2 separate regions of the Sus scrofa genome follow, and region 1 is linked to region 2. A link is a contact called in public Hi-C data. All regions are on one chromosome and are shown on one strand. Each heading gives the region's core, a stretch centred on a gene start, on an enhancer-like site or on the middle of the called end of the contact. The rest is flanking DNA. Distances are from core to core; before and after follow the strand shown. Region 1 holds the start of DSE (dermatan-sulfate epimerase). Region 2 holds the start of TSPYL1 (testis-specific Y-encoded-like protein 1).

What was found. A called contact is a pair of places that touch in the nucleus more often than the background predicts.
Region 1: a Hi-C map of embryonic fibroblasts shows a contact between it and region 2, with 4 times the contacts expected there. The contact joins the promoter of DSE here to the promoter of TSPYL1 in region 2. A contact is called at or near these places in 8 of 47 Hi-C or Micro-C datasets (brain, embryonic fibroblasts, epiblast stem cells and 3 more) and 1 of 2 datasets of contacts at active chromatin or transcription factors (alveolar macrophages).

Annotation. Positions count from the first base shown.
Region 1 is chr1:81,993,478-82,000,216 of Sscrofa11.1, reverse strand. DSE (dermatan-sulfate epimerase) reads right to left here and starts at 3,323. Exons shown (of 6, transcript XM_005659399.3): 1 at 2,899-3,323.
Region 2 is chr1:81,903,834-81,910,746 of Sscrofa11.1, reverse strand. TSPYL1 (testis-specific Y-encoded-like protein 1) reads left to right here and starts at 1,286. Exons shown (of 2, transcript XM_003121374.4): 1 at 1,286-1,669; 2 at 1,672-4,579. The coding sequence starts at 1,498. The coding sequence ends at 2,672.

The DNA of each region.
Region 1 (6,739 bases), core at 2,074-4,573, 87 kb before region 2:
CCGTCTCAATAAATGGAATAAAAGTATCCACTATCATGATAAACTTCCCTCTATCAGAGGTTTTCAATTTCCCCAAGACCTGCCACAAACACTTCCCAGGACATTAACAGTATCTCTTCCTTTTTTTTAATGGGGGAGGAGGGTGAAAAAGAATAAGAATATTTACTGTATTTAGGACTCAAACATGCTAATGATTAAGTAATTTTTAATACATACTGCAACTACAAAATGCTAGTTTTCTACCAATTTCTTTACTGAAGTTACTGATATATTAAAACCCCAATTTAAACATTGTATCTTTATTGCTCTCCCATCATTTGCTAAAATCATAATATTGAGTAGAAATCATGTAATTCCTTTTATGCAACACAGTGTAATCCAAGCCAAACAGAAATAAGTACCAGAATATTCTACTACAAAAATAGTAGATTAAGAAATGTATAAACAAAAGATTTTATTGTTGAGTTGCAGAATGCCTTTTCATCTATGGTCTTTAAACACTATTTCAGAAACTAAAAGAACATCTTTAGATTGAGGTATTGGGAAGGAGGAGGCAACATCAGTGAAGTTAAGAATTTTACCTCCTGGATGATCACTAGGCCCTCTCAAGGATATTGGACTGGACAACAAATCTCACTGAAAACCTGTCAATAGCTAATTTGCAGACTAATTTTATAAACACTAAAGCAGATGCACACACAAACATGAGGCACTAGGATGGTTCTGCCCTAATGTGGCAAACCTAACTTTTTACCTAGTGTCTTGTAATAAATAGCCAGTCCCCTAATCTCAGAGGGAGGAATTCCAAACAGATTCTACCCGGCAGGACCACGAAGGTCCTAATAATCCCCACGGTGACAAAGGTCTATACTGTGTTCTGCTGCAAATTTCCCTCTTTATCTAAGTTCTTTTTTCTTTTTTCAAGAATCCCATCTTACTTGGTAACTGTACTATCAATATTTAAATGTACCATGCAGGCCACTGTATTTAAGGAAAACTTGATGAAACTGATAGGGACATAGTACATCAATCGCAGAAAAAGGAGCTGCCCAAGCTCAAACTCCCAGGTGTTGCTAATTTATGGTTTCTCCCTTTGTACATTAATAGCTTCCGGAGAGCAAGAGCAGTTAAACCCCTCTGTGTGTCTCCTTAGCAGCTAGCACTGTCTTGCACCTTTTGCTGAACCCACAGAGAAGGGTCACTAGATGATGGAGGCATCAAATTCAGTATTTTCTCTTCTCCATTTTTACTGGAACACATCTTACCTACATCATAAAAGGAGCCCATATCTCCATATGGGGACATTATCAAAAAAAAGTAGCATATGATACACAAATACTCTAATAATCCTGTATCTTATTTCTCCCATGCACATTACAAACATTTTTGGGATCTCATTTTAGAAGTACTGTCTGAATATTCTATAAAATATTGTATATCACATTTTATTTCATAGAGGTCATCATTTACTGTGGTTTTTTTGTTTGTTTGTTTGTTTGTTTTCCTTTTCTAGGGCCACTCCTGCAGCATATGGAGGTTCCCAGGCTAGGGGTCCAATCGGAGCTGTAGCTGCCAGCCTACCCCAGAGCCACAGCAACGCAGGATCCAAGCCGCCTCTGCAACCTACACGACAACTCATGGCAACGCCGGATCCTTAACCCATTGAGGAAGGCAGGGATCGAATCCTCAACCTCATGGTTCCTAGTCGGATTCGTTAACCTCTGAGCCACGATGGGAACTCCTATTGAGAAATTTTTCAAAAAAAACTGAAGAAAAGTAAATTCCTGAAAGGTTACGTTCTATAAGGTGAAAAATAAAATACCGGAGGAAAAAAAAAAAAAACTATTTTCAAACTGTTTCTCAGTGAGAACGGCCATTCTTCAATTTAATGTAATACTAATTAAACCATGACTCTGTAGTCCATGACTAACGAAACAACTATTTAAAAGAACTTTATCACATGGAGAACCATAGAAACTAAAAGTGTAATTTCCTGCTCTAAGGAATTCCAGGTAAATGAGGTTCACCTCCTAGTTTCAAGCCATGGATTCGGTTTCAGCCTGAAATGCCAGCAAGTCCTAGCGGAGGCTGATGCCTCCAATGAGCGATGAAAATGAGAAAGTTCTCCGGTCACAAACTTAGCTCAGATTGCAGCCGTGACAGATCTTGAGCCCATGTGGCAGGTCTCACAGAGCTTCCCAGCCTGTGAGTCAAGCCCCCACCCCCACCCCCCTCGTCCGCCCAGCCCCTCGACTCCACCACCAGGAGCTGCCTGGGAGTGAGATTTTACCAACAAATTCTCCAAGTGTCGCCGGAGCCCGGCGGCTCTGGAATCCAGCGTCTGGGGGCGGCTCGGGACTTTCTTCCCCGGCTTCCGCAGTCACAGAGGCGGGCTGCCAGCGCCTAGATCGCCACACACGACCACTGCCACCCCGATTAGCAGGGAGCGCAGGGAAAGGAGGGCGCAGAGCTGTGCCACCTTACCGGGCAGAGGGAAACCGAAGCCCCGCCGGCCGCCCGGGAAATCTCGGCTGGGCCGGCCGAAGCCGACCCACTGAAGGTGATGTCCCGGTTCTGCCGGTGCGCCTGGCTCTGCGCTAGGCGCTCGAGGGGTGGGAAGGGACGAAAAGCCGCCTGGCCGCCGGGGAAACCCACGGCTCTGGCTTCACGCCTCGCGCGCCCTCCAGGAGCCCAGCCGAGCTGGACTCGGGCGCCCAGCCCGCGGCGCTCCGCGCCTGGTCGGGGACGTGGCTCCGCCTGCCTCTCGCCCGCGCCGGGCCACCCCGGCCCGCGACCCACCCGAGACTCCGGAAGAAAGTTGCCAAGTTGCGCCGCGCGGGGCCCACTGCGGCGCCCGCCGCGCGCCCCTGCCTACCACTCGTGCGCCGCTCCACTTACTGCTCCCCGCCGCGGCTTCGTCCTCTCGGGCGTCGCCTCTCCAGCCTGGGCCCAGGCTCTGGAACCCCTCCCCAGCCTCCTTCACTCCAGGGCTCCCGGGTCCCCGGCGCCCTCTGAGCCGAACCCTCGGCGCACCCGCCGCGCCATGGGTGCGGGTGGGCGCAGCGCCACGGGATGCGCCGCTGCAGCCTCGGGCGGCGCTACTGCGAGCCGGGCAGGCGCGGGCGGGTGGGGTGTGGGCGAAGGGGGAGGAGGGCGGGACTCGGCGGGCGCTGAGGCTCTGCTGGAAGGAGGAGGGAACCGCAACGTCACCAGAGCCCGGGGAGGCGAGGATGGGGAAGGGGGAACTGGGACCCCGCCCGCTGTGGGACCCCGACCTCCGGCCCGCCCCTCTTTCTCCCCCTCCTCCTCGCCCCGGACTCGCAACGCTCGGCCTTCCCCTCCTCCCGGCCCTGACTCCACGCACCCCTACCCTGCCAGGCCTCTCTGACTCAGATTTGCTCACTTGCTCTAGTTTCTAAAGATCCCAAAGGCTTCGGGTTCGATTCTAGAATCGCCCCAACTGAAGAACATTTTGGAGGCCCGAGGGGAGGAGCGATGCATCCGGACAGTTCGGGGAGAGGAAAGCGTTGAGATCTTTTCTACCCGGGCTGTTGCCCACTCCCCTCGCCTTTTCCAAAATTGTTACTCCGTTTCTACCGATTTTGATTTTACGCTCTTCTCAGAAAGAAGGGAGGAAATCACCTATTTAGAAGCAGTTCTCGCCTTAACTAGCCGCGGTGGTAACAAACTACTCTAAATCCAAAAGCAATGAACCCTGCAAACTGAATGAATTATATGACGCTCCCAAGAGGAAATTTAATTTACCTTATTCCCTAGGCCTGGGCGGATGAAACACCCTCCATCCAGCTGAGTTCTTCAAGTAGAGGATCTGCAACCTCAGTCACAGCCCGTTTGGAGAAGGGTCTTCCATTATCTTAAAACAGCCATTGCACACAGCCTGGTCCAGCCTGGCCTCAGAAAAGTGTCAGGTGAGCCCAGGGCCATCACCTGGGGCTAATAACTTCATCTCCCTCAGTGTTAGCATGTAATAAGCTACCAGAGCTAGATGGTGCAGGACAGATGTTTAGCCATTCATTAGCACTGGAGATGTTTTACCTGCTAGCACTGCTTTTCTCCCTCTGCTTGGAAGTGCTGTGATTTGGTACAGCCACTATGGAAAACAGTATGGCGGTCCCTCAGAAAACTAAATATAGTAACTACTATATGACCCAGCAATCCTACCCCTGGGCATATATCTGGACAAAACTTCAATGAAAAAGATACATGCGATCCGTATGTATCACTGCAGCACTATTCACAATAGCCAAGACATCCAAACATCCTAAACATCCATCAACAGATGAATGGATGAAAAAGTGGTACATACATACAATGGAATACTACGCAACCACAAAAAGGGACAAAATAATGCCATTTGCAGCAACATGGATGGAACTAGAGACTCTCATATAAATGAAGTAAGTCAGAAAGAGAAGGACAAACACATATGATATCACTGATATGTGGAGTCTATAATATGGATAAATGACCTATCTACAAAACAGAAACAGATCATGGACATGGAGGGCAGACTTGTGTTTGCCGGGGGTGGGGATGGGGTGTTGATGGGGAGTTTGGGGTTGGCGGATCAGACTGTTTCATTTAGAACGGATGGGTGATGGGACCCTGCTGTATAGCACAGGGAACTGTATCTACTCTCTTGGGTAAGAAACTGATGAAAAAAAAAAAATAGATGTGTATGAGTGTCTGGGGCACTTTGCTGTACAGCAAAAATTGAAGGAACACTGTAAATCAACTACACTTTAATAAAAAACAAAAACAAAAAAGCGAAATGCTTTGTGGAGTTCCCATTGTGGCTCAGTGGGTTAAGAACCTGACTAGCATCCATGAGGACGTGGGTTTGATCACTGACCCCACTCAGTGGGTTAAGGATAACAGCTGCCGCTTGGGTGTGTGGCGTGGCTGTGGCTGGGAAATTCCATATGCAGCAAATTGGCCATAAAAAGCAAAAAAAAAAAAAAAAAAAAAAAAAAAAAAACCAAAATACAAAAAACAAAACAAAACAAAAAGTTTTTTTAAAAGTTCATTGTTTGGGTTCTAAAGGGCTACCTCCATCTATTTTCAGTTCTTAGAGGCTCTCAAGACCTACAGAGTCATTTCCCTCAGGCCGCATCAGAAAAAAAAAAAAATGTGGACATCTTTTATGCTTCATTTTTTCAGAAATTGCTCCTGAAGAGAGATCCCCTACAAATGATCAAGAGGAAGAGGGTTTTGTTAAATATTTTAAATGTTCACTCAGGTAAATCACTGATGTTTTAGAGGTGGTCTGTGGAGGAGATAAGGGGCTCTAGAAGTTAAAACTCATTTAATCTGGTTTTGCCACTTATTGCTAGGGGTCTTACAAAACTAATTTCAGAGCTTTGGTTATCTCATCTGTAATATGGAGATGTAATACCTCCTTTGGACAGTTACAGAGAGGACGCAACAAAAATAGAGAGTTACTACATGCTAGATACTGTGCTAAGGGATTGACATATATTAATTTATTAGAGAAGATTAACTGTGAAAATGCCTAGCTGTCATATGTAACCCATAGCTGTTAATTTCCACATATCTTCTCACATTTTGAAAAGACCTTAGAAAAACCTCTGTTTTGATTTATTTAAGCTGCCAATAAGTAGTCATCTAACTCAGTGGTTCTCCAACCTAGAACATTAAATCAGCAGGGGAGCTTTGATAAAAATACATTTTAGTGGGGCCCCTCACCAGATCAATAAAGTAGAATCTCTAGAGCTGACAAGTAAGCATCAGTGTTTCAAAACCTCTTCTGGAGTTTCTGTCATGGTGCAATAGAAACGAATCCGACTAGGAACCATGAGGTTGCAGGTTCGATCCCTGGCCTTGCTCAGTTGGTTAAGAATCTGGCATTGCCATGAGCTGTGGTGTAGGTCACAGACACAGCTCAGATCTGGCTTTGCTGTGGCTCTAGCGTAGGCCAGCTACAGCTCCGATTGGCCCCCTAGCCTGGGAACTCCATATGCCTCGGGTGTGCCCCTGAAAGACAAAAATAAATAAATAAATAAATAAATAAATAAATAAATAAGAAAAAAAGAATGTGCAATCAGGATTAAGAAATTTTTAGACAGTACCCACTGTCATTTATTCCCCTTCATCCCCAGTTTTGCCTTCAACTGACCTTGAAACCTGCTTCTGAATAACATCTACCTCTTGCAAATGCCCCCCCCAATACGGTAGGACTCAAAGATCTGCAACCCTGCCCTCTGGGATCTTCCAAGGTGCATCTAGCCTTAATTCCACAGGAGAGTGTTTCAGTTCACCTGGCTATTTACCAGCTACATCAGCTTTTCCTCATCCATCCTGAAAGCCCTTGGAAGGTTGTTTACTTTGCCATTGTCCCTCTTAAAATCTGATTCCCAAAATCGAATTCAAGGTTTCATCCAAATAACAGAGTAAAAGGGGGTTCAATGGCTCTGTTCTAATTACCGTATTTCTCCAAGTAAATCCTAAGACCTATTATGGCAGCCATATTACCCTGTTGACTCCTATGCTGCAATCTCCTAAAACTTGAAGTAGTAAAATTTTTTTTCACATCTGTTCTGAAAACTCCCTTACAACCTACATCCGTTAAAGTTTGTATTCAGCACTTAGCACAATAAAATTTAATAAAATCACATGTTAAGTCAGGCTTCTTCTTTTAGCTTATTGACATGGACATCACTGATGTAATAGAGTAACTTCATTATGTCCTGGAAATTCA
Region 2 (6,913 bases), core at 37-2,536:
TCTTCCAATCTCCTGTTCCTTAACCTAGTCATATCTGCAAAGTCTACACCCCCTTTTTTAGCTGCAGTGTGCAGCAGCTTGATGTGGGATCTCAGTTCCCAGAAAAGGGACTGAACTCAAGCCAAAGTGCCAAATCCTAACCACTAGACCACCCAGGAATTCCCATAAAGTCCCTTTTGCCAGGTAAGATAATACATTCATAGATTCTGAAGGTTTAGACATGGACATCTTGGGCAGCCTACTATACAGGGCAAAGCAAATAGAACAAAAAACATTTGACTTGGTTGCACCTTGAATCAACTTACTGAAACTTGTTATTCTGCAGTTTATTTTATACTTATGACCTTTCTGTTTACCGATTTTAATTGGCCTTTAGTCATAAAAAATGATGGAGGTTGGACACTCTATGGGCATTTCTTTGAGGCCTTGGAATCCTCTAACACCCATTTTCCTCACAAGTAACAAACTAAAGCAACCAAAGGCACTGATATCCCTCTTAAAGAAACTCTATAAACTAATTGCATGAATATATACTTTATCAGAGCCAACCTTTCCTATCTCTTTGCAGAACTAAATTCGTTAAGTGGTTAATAGTTTAGGGGTCTGGAAATTGCTTTTCTATTTATTCCAGTGAGGAGCCATGGAGCAAGATTTAGCAAAACGATCCTGACTTAATTCTTGCAGAAATTATGTAGGACAAACCCTTCTTTGATGCAGATTATAAAGTTAGGACTAGCAAGGAATAATCTGCATCACTTTCGTGGTAAAAAAGTCGCTCAGGAGCTTTTTCTCCCAGTGATATTAGAGGCCAGAATTAATGTTTTCATGTCACTTCTACCTGAGAAAAGGGAAACAATTAACTATTCATCTTAGTTAAAAAATAATGAGAAGATTTTGCTACCGGCCATAATGGAGTAACAGGGGATAGATTTACCTTCTTGCCTAGAAAATACTGAAAACCAGAAAAACATGTTTTCAGACGACAGCAGGCAATGTAGCCCTGGGGACCCCTACCATTCATTACCCTAGAATACAAGCTAGAGGTAGTTTACAGATGCATCGCAGGGAAGGTTCTCATTGCTTCTCTGAGTCCAAGCTGCATTTATTTACCCAGGTCAAATTACCAGTTCACCTGATTTAAAAACATGGGACTAAAACTAAGCAAACACACCTGCAGAGCAGGATACCAAACAAGCTACAGCAGGAACGAATTCTCACGTCACGGTGAGATCCACAGCCCTGACGTCATCCTCACAGAGACGCTCGCGAGACTAGAGAGTGGGCGGCACCAACGGCTGGTTGTCGCCGAATGCAGCTTCTGTGAGGAAAACAGACTAGCTACCGTTGGTCTGGTTGCTGGGGACGAGCGGCCCGGAGGGAGTCGAGGAGACTCCTCGCTCCCCAACCCACAGACTTACTACCCCTGCCAGTGCCCCCGGAGACCCGGACCCTTCCCAGTGCCCGAAGCTCCGTGAGGAAACCGAGGCGTCACAGGTGATGGCGGAGACGGGCGAGGAGAGCTTGGCGCCCGTCACGCAGCCACAGCTCCAGCTTCCAGAGGAGCGGGGCGCACCCCAGGCTGCTCCCCCAGATCCGAGCTGTGCCCGTGCTACCCAGCCCCGAGGCGGTGGGGACTGCGGAGCCGGGCAGGAGCAAGCTCCGCCCCCCGCGGAGGCTTGGAAACCGCGTCCAAGGCTCTGGCAACGGGCGGCAGCCTGGGAAATGGCGGTCGCCGGGGAGAGCTGCACGGTCCTGAGGGGAAGAAAGCCATGGAAGCAGGAGGCGCGGAGAAGTTGGGGTCCGAGGCGATGGCAGAGGCGAAGGCTGAGGACGTGAAGACCGAAGAGGGCCCCGCCTCCTCAGTCCCAGTGCTGGAGGAGGTGGCGGGGAAGGAAGGAGCCCAGGCGGTGGAGGCAGTGGACCAGCAGATGGAGGTGGAGGAACAGCCAGTGGGTGAAGAAATAGAAATGGTGGAGAATAGGGTGGTGGTAGAGGAGGAGAGGGCGCGAGCCGGTTACCGGCCCCTTCGTCTGGATCTCCGCATGAACCCGCTGGAGGCCATCCAGCTGGAACTGGACACTGTGAACGCTCAGGCTGACCGGGCTTTTCAGCAACTAGAGCATAAGTTCGGGCGGATGCGTCGACACTACCTGGAGCGGAGAAACTACATCATTCAGAACATCCCGGGCTTCTGGGTCACTGCCTTTCGGAACCACCCCCAGCTGGCCCCCATGATTAGGGGCCAGGATGCAGAGATGTTACGATACATAACCAACTTGGAGGTGAAGGAGCTCAGACACCCTCGAACAGGCTGCAAGTTCAAGTTCTTCTTTCGAAGAAACCCCTACTTTAGAAACAAGCTGATCGTCAAGGAATATGAGGTCAGAGCCTCTGGCCGAGTGGTGTCTCTCTCCACTCCAATCATATGGCGCCGGGGTCATGAACCTCAGTCCTTCATTCGCAGGAACCAAGAGGTGGTCTGCAATTTCTTCACCTGGTTTTCAGACCACAGCCTTCCAGAGTCTGACAGAATTGCTGAGATCATTAAAGAGGACCTGTGGCCAAATCCACTGCAGTACTACCTGCTGCGTGAAGGAGTCCGCAGAGTCAGACGTCGCCCAATAAGGGAACCAGTGGAGATCCCTAGGCCTTTTGGATTCCAGTCTGGTTAAACTTTGCCTTTGGGAATGCTCCTGCATAGCGTCCCCTTTTGCGTCTTGCTGGACCTGTGCTTGGGCACAGAAATGGGTATGCCTTCCACTTTTTTTTCCCCTCTGACAATTCTGCAGCCTTTTTCTTCTGAACAGTCTTTTCTTTCAACCTCAAGATTGAGACCATCATGGCCATCTTTCTCCACTTCCACATGGCCTTGATGCAGTTTTGCATTGATATCACATTCTGCGTGGCCATGATTTACACCACTCATAAGCCAAGCAAGTGAAGCTGTAAAATGCACTGTCTTTATCCGCACTGCTTGGACCCTGTTTGTTCCTCCAGCTTCCAATCTGGCTTTTACGCCTGGAATTCTAGCTTTGGGTAGGAGCCTGTTCTACCCACTTTGCTTTGCAGTACAGGCATATGTATAGCCTGTGGACAGTTGCTGAGCATTAGTGACATCAACTGAGAACAGCAGTGGGCCTCTTGGCCTGTGTGATTTATGTGACTCCATTGCTCTTGCACCTCTGGCCACCTATTGCTTCTTGCTACTGGCTCTGCCCTGGGCTGCCACGCACTGGATGAACCTCTTCTGGACCAGTGTCAACCCCTCTCTCATCTCTGGTAAACAATCTCCAGAACTGATGATGAACCCAGGTTTATTGCCAGCACACAAAAGACCCTTCCATTCTTCTCCCCAAAAGACCTCTATTCCTCACCTCCTCTCTTCCCTTTATTCCCATTATCCAGGACCCTGCTGTTGTCGGGCAAGGGGTTGTGATGATAAGCTAGACCTGTCCTTATGGCAGAAGTAAGGGTGGTATCTGTTCAAAGTACCAGGCATTCTCAGCCCCAACTAGTGAATTCACACGAAACCTAGGTACCTCTTTGTGCCTCCTTTTTCATCCTGAACATGATTAAGTGCCAGGATAGCAGTACACTTTATCCATGCTCTTCTATCTCTTAAAAGAAGTGATAGCTCATAAAAATTTGTAAAATGAAGTATTTTAGTTTAATTTGGTTCTTTCCATTATTTCGAGGAACAGGTTGTCTGTAGTATAGACTGCCAGAGCTCTTCTTTCCCTCTGCTCTCCACTCCTTTTAACAACACCTAGAATATTTAAAGGTAGACAGATGGAATGAAAGTGATATCTAGGTCATAATGGATAGAAGAACTAAGGAGACTGTGATGGGTACCAAAGGAGGGAAAACCAAAGAACACAAGTAAAAATGAGCCAGGTTAAAAAATTGGGCCAAAAATTAAGACTGACTGAGAGCCATCAAGGGAATTTTGTCACTGGTATTGGGAGGAGAAATCTTTTTCTCAGGATTAACATGGGAGAATTGAAGGGCCCGAATGTTAAATTGCGTAGAGAAGAGTTCTTTAAAAAAACACAAAATAACTTTGGGTACTCTTCTCTCTTGTTTTCATTTGACTTAATTTATAAGGAAGATTAATAATTTGTCTCTTATTTCACTTGTGTATGGTAAAATCCTGCTATTTTCCCTGGTTTCTGCTGAGAAAATTGAGCTGTATAGGCTTCCTTTTGCTTTCAGTTGGAAACATTTGGAAAAATAACAGTCTTATTTTCCTGTACAATATAGAGACTTTAACTGAATATGCCTAATGATTTTCAACTTATTATTTCTGTTAAAAAGTGTATCCTTAGAAATATAATTTGAAAAACTTGTCGTATTTTTAGGACTTTGGAAACTGTTGTCATGGAAAAATAACTCACTAAAAATGTGTGGCTTAATTGTCTTACTTGATACTTTGCCCTGTTAGCAACTTAGTAATTGATGTGTCCCTTTTCCTAAATAGTCTAAATACTTATGAGATGGCTCTGTCAGGTTGAAGGTATATCGTTGGTATATTTGTCTTTCCTTATATGCATGATGGTAAAATAAAAAGCATGTTACTCTACTAGATTTCTTATTCCTCACCCTGCGCATAAAAATTATTCTAGGTGACAGCAGATTGTGGAATTATTAAAGTTCTTAAATGGATGTAGTAGGTGTTATCCCAAAGGTAAGAAAATGAGGAACACTGCTACTGTACCCTCCGACGTGGGGAGGGTTATTGCTGCTGCTGTTTTGCTTTAAAGTGTTAACAACTGCAACTGGTTACACATAATGTCACTCCCCTCCACCTCCCCCCCAAAAAAACAGCTCATGCAGCATCATCCTCCCCCCTTTACTTCCTTAAAGGTTCCATTTTTATTTCTATAAATGATATTCTCAGGTCATTTAGTCTCTTTTTTTAATTCACTTTGTGCATTTAATAAGCAAACAGTTCTTATACGTGATAAACTTTTCTATCTTCATACTTAACGGTAGAAACTTGTTTTCTTCAAACCTCACCATCTTCTGTCTTTGTCAGATCCTTTAAGGCCTGTCATAGATAACTTTTCTGCCTTACAGTTTTCCTGTTCTTAGGGAAGATGAAATATTTCTTTATGTACTTGGTAGGGACCTCTGATCTAGAAAATAACATACAATAATTTATTATGGTGAATTTCTCAGATACTAAGACATTTCATCAGGCCCTGGGAAGATAAGAACCAGAAGTCCATTCCCTTTGTTGTTAAAAAATTGGAGAAAAAGACACAGTGATACAGTAAAATAAAATACAGAGAGAAACTCTCACATGTTTTTCACTCTCCCTTTCTTTCTAGTTTGAAAGCTTTGTGAAAGCAGAGATGGGATGTCTTTTACTTTTCTTTAGTGCACTTAGCATAATGTTTTGCAGATGGTTGTCACCAGATATTTATTGAATGACGAGTAATTCAAATGGAAAGATAACCTAGTACCCAGAAAAGGCTTTTGATGGGATAATGAAAAGTTTTCAAGGCCATTTGTAAAACTGATGTCAAGAAACTAGCAAAGCCTCTCAAAAGAAAATTTCTTGTTTAAATAATTAGAAAAAATGAAACACTAACATTTAACCTTTCACTTGCTATTTTAACAGGGTATTATTACTTTGGATTCACTTTTATGTGCTTTGTTTTTGTACATTTTAAGATGACTATTACACTGGAGATAGAAAGGGCTTAGACTATAGCCATGTTCTAATACAGTAGGTACTTGCCACCAATGGCTATTGAGCACTTGAAATGTGGTTTGTACAAACAGCTCTGCATACTTAATTTCAAAGATTTAGTATGGAAAAATAAAGCATCTCAGTTTTTTATATGCATGTTGAAGGATTTTTGATATTTGGAGTTAAATTAATTTCCCTATTTATCCATTGTTTAATATGGCTGCTGATAAATTTTAAATTACATAAGACATTGTGGTTCTAGACTTCTTGATGAATATCTCAAAGCATGTAAAATATCCATAAAAATTAAACCTTATTGCTTTCTCCCATGAAATTTTTTGTGACTTGAGGACAAGGCTTATCTAGCAAAAATTCAGGGTATGTAAAGTATAGCTAGAAGCCAATGGGTAAAAGATAAAACTGAAATGTCTTTAATCAATTTGTTCTTTTTTTTTTAAGGTTTTTTATTATAGTTGATTTACAATGTTCTCTCAATTTCTGCTATACAGCAGAGTGACCCAGTCATACATATATAAATATATATATATATATATACATTCTTTTTCTCTCATTACATGTTCTATCACAATGACTAGATATAATTCCCTGTGCTGTACAGCAGGAGCTAGTTGCTTATCCTCTCCAAATGCAATATTTAGCATCTACAAACCCCAAACTCCCAGCCCTTCCCACTCCCTCCACCAATTTGTTCTTGAGTGCCTAAGATATTCCCAGTACTTTGTGAAACATACTGTGTAAAACTATGATTTGGGGTGTAAGTAGAGTAGATCTGGGTGCCAAGTTTGCATTGATAGTTATATTGGTTATTTAAAGTAGTCCCAAAGAACATTTAGGACCTATATCATCCTATTTTTCTAGAATAAAATATTCTGTATTTTTTTCTTTATGCATGTACTTGAAGCTCAGAAAATAACCTGTCATTAAACACATCATTTTGTATATGTTACATGGGCTTCAAATTTTAAGAGTTGCCCAGAAACAAAAAAAAGAACTAAATTCAGAATTGAACCAAGTCAGTTCAATGCTCACTACTTGAAGAAGCATATTTTATCATTTATTCTTTAATATTTATATTTTTATGTTCTCTGTACCTTCCTGTAAAGCATATTTATTTTTTGAAAATTAATGTAATCTAAATTGTAGGAATTTAGGAAAAAATATCATTTGTAGTAATTATTATTTTATATTGGCTATACG